2 separate regions of the Danio rerio genome follow, and region 1 is linked to region 2. A link is a contact called in public Hi-C data. All regions are on one chromosome and are shown on one strand. Each heading gives the region's core, a stretch centred on a gene start, on an enhancer-like site or on the middle of the called end of the contact. The rest is flanking DNA. Distances are from core to core; before and after follow the strand shown.

Region 1 (3,378 bases), core at 562-3,061, 260 kb after region 2:
TTTGATGGGGCAAGTAAAAATCTAGAAATCTAGAAAAAAATCTTGCTGTTTAGCACAATATCTGTCTGGCATGCATTCATAATACTTTTAAAACATCTAAATTTAACTTTATGAAACCTGCAGAAACCCAGACATTCTTCTACATGAAACTTTATATATTGAGTTGTGCAAAAGTACACAAATAATCCTTGTAAAAAAAGTTTTCAGATGTATGTTTTTACCGTGTTTACAGTGCAGAGTAATAGTCAACCGACTCTTCTCACTGTTCAACTGTATACGGCATTTTTCTACAGATCGCTCCAAAGATGACAGTGACTTGAACACGGCCTGAACACTCTGAAGAGGACAAGAAAAATATATATTTTTAAATGTGCTAACAGGAGTATATGTAAATGAGTGGGCGTTATTGATACACATTAAAATTCTATTAAATAAGTGATTAAATAACAGGTATTTAAAGAGATGGTTTGGCCCCCAAAGCAATTATTTACTCGCCTTCATGTGGATCTAAATCTTCACGAGTTTCTTTTTCTTGTTGAACACAAAAAAAATTTTTTGAAGAATGTTAGAAACCAGTGACTTCCATAGTAGGAAAAAACAAACACTAGAGAAGTCAATCTTTACCAGTTTCCAACATTTTTTTAATATAACTTTTTTTTTCAACAGAAGAAGAAACACAGGGTGAGTAAAGATTTGATTTGGGGGAACTAACCCTTTAACCAAACCATAAAGTGCCTGAAATGCATAGACGCAGGAGATGTTACTTTGATGGGCATTTTGCAGCGAAAGCTCTGGTCTGTTGGAGCCTGGTATCTCTGGAAGAAGAGAGGAGACAACTGGAAACTGGCAAAGGCTGAGCGGGAAGAGTTGACCGACCGCAGGGCCAGCTAAAAACACAAGATACAGAGTTCTTTAAGATACCATCTCACATCTGGCTAAATAAAAACACAACTGAAACATTAATGATGTTACCCCATCATCCACAGGCTCCAAATACAGCTCCTCTCCAATTCTCGACAGGGAATGTATGGCTTTTGCTAAAACTACAACAAATGTGAATCAGTTTTCTTGGTCTATTCATAAAAGCATCTTTTAAGAGCTGGATACGGCTGAAGTAAAGTTGGTTTTATATTATTAGCACTTTCGTTCAGTGTCAACTTGTGAAAAGCTCCCTATATTGTTTATCACAGTACTTTGAACATTGGGTCTGAAATCACATGAAAGTATGACTTCAAAACAACATCAGCACTATTTATTTGACTTGAATAATGCTGCTTTGTGCTTTGGTAGTCATTGGCTGCTATTATGATTCCCTTATGTAGAATTTGCACAGAATAGGAAAGTTTGAATGTGAGAATATAAAACCAACTTTACTTCAATCTGTAGAAGTTATGTTGCGTCACATGTTTAGATTTAACTTATTTATCACACAACGCTTTGCGTCCCGGGTGAGCTTTCACTAAATAACATGAGTTTCATTACCTTTCACGTTTGCTCCAGTTGCAACACAATCCATGATATTTTGTCAATAATACTATTTTTAAACAAAGTAAAGCATGAACTATCCACTAGCTCGATCTGTTGATAGTAATGAATCAGGTAACCGGCCACATGACACCAGCGGCGCTTATAATGCGGTGAATTGATCGTAAAGACAGGTTTAAGAGCTGTTATCTTTTATCGAATAAAAAAGACGCATAATTAAGACGATAAACTTATTATAAGAAAATAATTCAAGAAATCGGCAGTTGTGCGACACTGTTTACTTCGAATCAGACATATGGCGCGTATTTTCTGCTCCACCCAATCAGCGCGAGGTCTCAGACACACAGCGTTTACGTCATAACAAAGCGTCCACATACAGAGACAGAGGCCTCCCACCATGTGAAAGAAAAAGCATAGGAAAACAGGTTTTACAGGGTCAGCTTTAGGTTCGTTGATTTTAAATTAGTTATTCTCATAAGTTTAAAACATGAAAAGCTGTTTGAAAACAATTTATGAGCATTCAGTTCGTTATGGGTGTAAAGTAAAACTAAATACCTTCAGTTCAGGGGTTTCCTTTTTTCTTTAGATGCAAGATTGTTTTAAAACATCATCCTCATGTGATATAAAAATACATATCAATGGGCTATATGCACAGCTAGTGTCTTTCTGACAATTATAAACTTCTGGTTAAAGCTTAATGTAACTATTTTCAGTTTTATGAGGTTCCTTTAACAGCATTGATGTTATAATGTAATTCAAATATAATCAGTTAAATAGACTTAGAAATCCATTTCGTTGTTAAAGCATAAAAAGAGAAGAAAGACCATTTAAACGTAGATGCCGTCATTAGCCACAGGCTAGCTCTGAAACTCCATTGAAAATACTGGGGTAAAATAAACTGCCATATTTTAAAGACATGGCGTGGAAAAATATAGTTTAATGCTTCTTGTTTGGTCTGATACTTTATATCGTGTCTCAGCCAGGCAGTGAAGATCGCTGTTTTTTTTTAAGAGCTCAGATCTTAAACTCAACGATTTTGTATAAGATGACAATAAACCTGAAGCCCTGGGGCTGGCAGACTGAAATTAAAAGTCTGTGTGCATATACCCCATTATATGGCTAAATTTAGTTTCTGTTAGCTTTATAAAGACATTCTACTTTTTGCTCTTTTTTATTTATTTACATAATTATTTATTTACTTATTTTAATATTTATTGTTAATATCAATCTGCAATTATATGTTTGTTTTAACTGAAAATGTAGAATGATGTTTTGTACTATTTGCTTTATAATTATTAGATTATTTAAATTAAATTTGTTTCAATTGTTAATTTTTCATTATTTATTTTAATCTTACATTTTATTTCTGTTAATTCAACTATTTATGAGGCGGCATGGTGGCTCAGTGGTTAGCACTGTCCCCTTACAGCAAAAAGGTTGCTGGTTTGAGTCCCGGCTGGGCCAGTTGGCATTTCTGTGTGGAGTTTGCATGTTCTCCCTGTGTTCGCATGGGTTTTCTTCAGGTGCTGCGGTTTTCCCCACAGTCCAAAGACCTTCGCTATAAGTAAATTTTATAAACTAAAGTTCATTCCACTATGGCGAGCCCTGATGAATAAAGGGACTAAGCCGAAGGAAAATGAATTAATGAATAATTCAGCTATTGTTTTAAACATATTTAGTTTGTTTGTACACTTTTATTTTTTTCTCCTAATGCAGACCCAAAGAGTCTTCCATATACAAGTGAATACGAATGTAAACTTACAGTACAATGCATTTAGCCTGCACTACAACAACAATGTACAGTATTTGTAGACGTGCTTTTGTTTAATGCATATTTTCTTTTTCCCCTGAAGAAAATTAGTTGACACCCATTAATTTGAAATTAAACTATTT
Region 2 (3,891 bases), core at 1,347-3,846:
ATGAGGACAGGGCAGGAGCTTCTTCTCAGCAAGCCATTACAGACACAATGGTGGTTGTGAAACAATGCTTTGCTAGAGTTTCATGAAGAGAAGGCCCCGGATTTTGTGGCCTGAGGTAACATCCCTCCTTTGAATAATGACAGAAACTGAAGGACCCTTTAGTACAGCTTTGTCCAAAACATTTGCAACTGAGGCAGCTGGGTAAAGGAACCATAGGTATTGGCATAAATGTCTTGTTACTTGGCAGGAAACTTGCAAGGCATGTCAGTCAGCAAAATGCTAATCTAACTGAGAACCTTTGAAAGTGATGTGCTGAACTTTTTGTGGTCACAAGAACCTTTTGGAATATGGAGAATGGCAGCTCAGTGTTTGGCAGTTTTAGACCAAAGACTTTTTGAAGGTCCTTGCACAAATTATAAGACTAAAATGTAGTCAAAATGAAAAATAAAAAAACGAATCAGTCTGGCATTTGGCATCCAGCTACTCTGCAGGCAAGGCTGAACCAGGTTGCAGCACTCTGTGGAGAAAGATGGGAGAGTTCTTATCTAAGATCATTACCTAAATCTATTTGCTTTGATAATCCTTATCCAAACAATAAGATTTGATGGTCCAAAACCCTTGAAAAAGTACTGAAATATTACAGCGTGTGAATTAGATTAACAGTTGGCTTAATGTGCTGTGGTGAATGGCAAGCTCACCATTTGACAATCCAAATTTTGACTACAGCCATGCATGGGTCATGTCCAGGTCAATGTTTTCTGGAGGCTTTCTGCACAGCAGTTCAAATAAAAGGATCTTCAGTGACCAAATGGTTGCAGATTTGCTGTAGTATCCGCCTGTTGATTGATACTCAGAAGGGCTGTACATTTCTTTTCCTGGAAAAAAAGATATTCTTTATTAGTTACAGTAAGAAAGCTTATGCTTTTCAAAATATGGTGTAGCTGCTTGTTAGAATTTAGGTCCTTAACTACAGACTTGAAGGACAATATACCACAGAATCAGGCTGATGTTTTTAGGATGTCACCGCACCCAAAGTCAATAAGCTTGACTTCATAGGTGTCCTTGTTGATTAGCAGGTTGTCTAATTTAATGTCGCGATGGAGGATTCCTCTTTGACAGCACATGTGGGCAGCCTGCACTACCTGCCACATGATGTACCGTGCCACGTCTTCACTGAGGGTTCCTTCATAGTGCTCCAGGAAGTCAAAAAGGTCTTTGCAGGGTAAGGGGTGCTCCAAAACCATGATGTAAGAGTCTGGCAGCTCCTGCCACTCCAGCATCTGGATGATCTGAGGAATCCTTCGTTAGCAAGTATTGTTAGTGCAACTTCTAATGAAAGGGGAGTAGGATGACCAGGCTGTAGAAGATAGAAATTTGTTGTCAGTGATGTTTGAAAATTCTTTTTTTGGCTATAATTAACATATCTTGAACTAAAAATCAAGAGAACTACAATGCTGAGATAATCCATATTGTTCCTCTTCAAAACAACCTTCAATGCCACCTGATTAACAAAACACAACAATTGTAATGTTGGTGAATTAGTCACATTTATTAAACGTTTTCAATGTAACGTGACACAATAAAAGGACCTGAACAGGCAGTGAGAGAAACATTTAGCTAAGATGTAGTGAGTAAAAATGTAGTTCCTCAAGACCGTCCATCAAGCAAATCGCTTTGAAGACTGTGCCGTGTCCTCCCTTACCAAGCTTTTGTACAATTTTATAGCAGCCCAAAATGTCACCTACAAAAAGTAAAGTAATTGGAGTTATCATTAGTGAACATATAAAAAGGAATATTTCCATATGTATTAGGAACAACTTTCCTTAGGGTTATTTCACATGTCTCCACAACTCGATTTAGGAAAAAAGGCTTCTATAAAACATTAAGTACCGGTAGATAGCTAACACATATTATGATGTTGGAACATAGCATGAACATTGTTGACAAAATACATATAAAGGTCAATATACCGTTGAAGTCTTGAGCCAGATGTTGAACCTGCTGATCATCAAGGGCAGGCTGCTGGAATTGAAGCTGGACGGGCTGCTGGAGCTGGATGTCTTGCTGGAAATGGAATTGGAGCTGGACGTTCTGCTCAATTTTCTGAAGTTCATGACTCAGAGAACAATCTATTAAAGAATCTTGATCTAAAGAGGGGCACATCGACCAAAACATGCTGTATTACTATTTTAGTACGTACGTGCAAATTGAATTTCATAATGTAACAATTGTATGTATTTACCTTCAGTGTTTCTGTCCTCAAAGGTGACACTTGAGAGGGCAACCTGCTCCTTACCTTTATCTCTCGTTTTATTCAGCGGGCAGAAGATTCATTGCCTGGTTGGGGCAGGATTTTGTCTTGGAAATTGTGCACACATCTCTTTCAAAGGTTACAGATTTCCAGCTTTCTTAAAAATGTCGGTTTTTATTTAAAAAAGAAAACTAGTTAGTTTTGAAACAAGTAAAGAGTGAATAAATGTCTACAGAACTTTCATTTTGGGTGACTTATGCCTTTAATCTATTCGCTCTTCACTCATGATAAAGTAAGAACTAAAGCCGAAGAAAATTGAGTGATATGCTGTAAAAGGTTCGCTCTTCTGCCACTAAATGACGCTGTTGTCCCGCGGCAGCAGCAGGTCACGTGGTGGGGCGGAAGCGTTTATGTGAGCCATGCTGAATCCCGCGCGGGCGCAGCCATTTGCTCTCTTCCTCGATCACTTCAACACCGGTGAGTGCGGAACGACTGCGTTCATCTCATCACACACTCTTTTCACTAACACGTTTTATTTTCAGCGCCGACTAAACACATCTGAAAGCTTTTCTGCAGTGCCCAGGCGCTAGTAAGTCAGTCTGATCGTTTTATTGGCCGCAGATGTGCAGTTTTGAGTGTTTCATCATGGCTCATCTCTGTCGTAGCGCCATCCCGAGTTGTTGGTAGCGCGCGATCTTGGAGCCGCGGAAACAACACTTACTTCGTTTTAAGTTCTGTCAACTAAACTAATTTCTGGATTTCTAAAAACTACTAAATTCGCTATTTGTTGATTTTCATGTTGACGGCCTGTTTGAGGCCTTCGGGCGGCCGCTGTATTGTGAAGTTTAGGCTTCAGCGGCAGCGGCCTCGTGTGTTCGCGCGCATCCCCTTATTTAGATCTGCGTGTTGTTCAATGAGCATTACATTTGTTTGTTTTAAGTTCTAAAAGCGGTTTTGTTTTTAATATTGGCTCGAAAAGGTTTATTTGAGTAATCTTGTGGTCCCGTGGCCTTTATTTGGAATTGGTGCGGCCTTTGTGTGATGTGACTAACCGTCCCGCCATCTCTCCCGCAGAGTGACTGCAGCACAAAGACCAACACACACTCACAGTACAGCGATGGCGGAGAACGAGCCACAAGTTCAGTTTAAGGTAACTTACACTTTCACTTTAAAGGCACGACAGTCTGTGGTAACAAATTAAAGCCCCAGTTTGAGTGTTTACATGTTCATCACATTAAGTTTCTAAACTGTTTCGTAACGTTAGTGAATTCGCAGACTCCTTGCTGATAACGAGTGCATTGAAGCGCGAGAACCCACTTGATGCTGAATTTAAGGATATTTTTTACTACATACTATACTACATATAATTGTTTATTATTACTAATAAACTGTAGTTATTTAGTAAATGATGTTAAATTTGTGTAATTGTCTTTAACCAGTTTGTTTTATATTTTGTTATTTTAGTTTCTGTATTATAGTCTATTACAACAATCTGTACAACATTGCTTTATATAATTTAATATTGTCAAGACTTACCAGGGCAGAATCTTCTAATTTTGACCCTTTAGCAATATTATTATAGTTGGATAATATTGAAACTTTTGTTGACACAAATTACCATTGCTATTGTAGTTATTGCC

The links. Hi-C and Micro-C count contacts between places; a contact is called where the count stands out from the background.
Region 1: a contact with region 2 is called in a Hi-C map of embryo, with 1.6 times the contacts expected there. The contact joins the promoter of rad9a here to the promoter of ran in region 2. A contact is called at or near these places in 1 of 18 Hi-C or Micro-C datasets (embryo) and 1 of 4 datasets of contacts at active chromatin or transcription factors (embryo).

The regions. Positions count from the first base shown.
Region 1 is chr14:26,242,925-26,246,302 of GRCz12tu, forward strand. rad9a (RAD9 checkpoint clamp component A) reads right to left here and starts at 1,812. Exons shown (of 11, transcript NM_200207.2): 1 at 1,483-1,812; 2 at 973-1,043; 3 at 765-887; 4 at 222-336. The coding sequence starts at 1,516. It also overlaps a transcript of zgc:113229 not described here.
Region 2 is chr14:25,977,858-25,981,748 of GRCz12tu, forward strand. It overlaps ran (RAN, member RAS oncogene family), which reads left to right and starts at 2,597. Exons shown (of 7, transcript NM_131309.3): 1 at 2,597-2,728; 2 at 3,326-3,401. The coding sequence starts at 3,369. It overlaps LOC103908747 (a long non-coding RNA gene), which reads right to left and starts at 3,339. Exons shown (of 5, transcript XR_012389727.1): 1 at 2,243-3,339; 2 at 1,971-2,147; 3 at 1,451-1,741; 4 at 992-1,357; 5 at 662-875.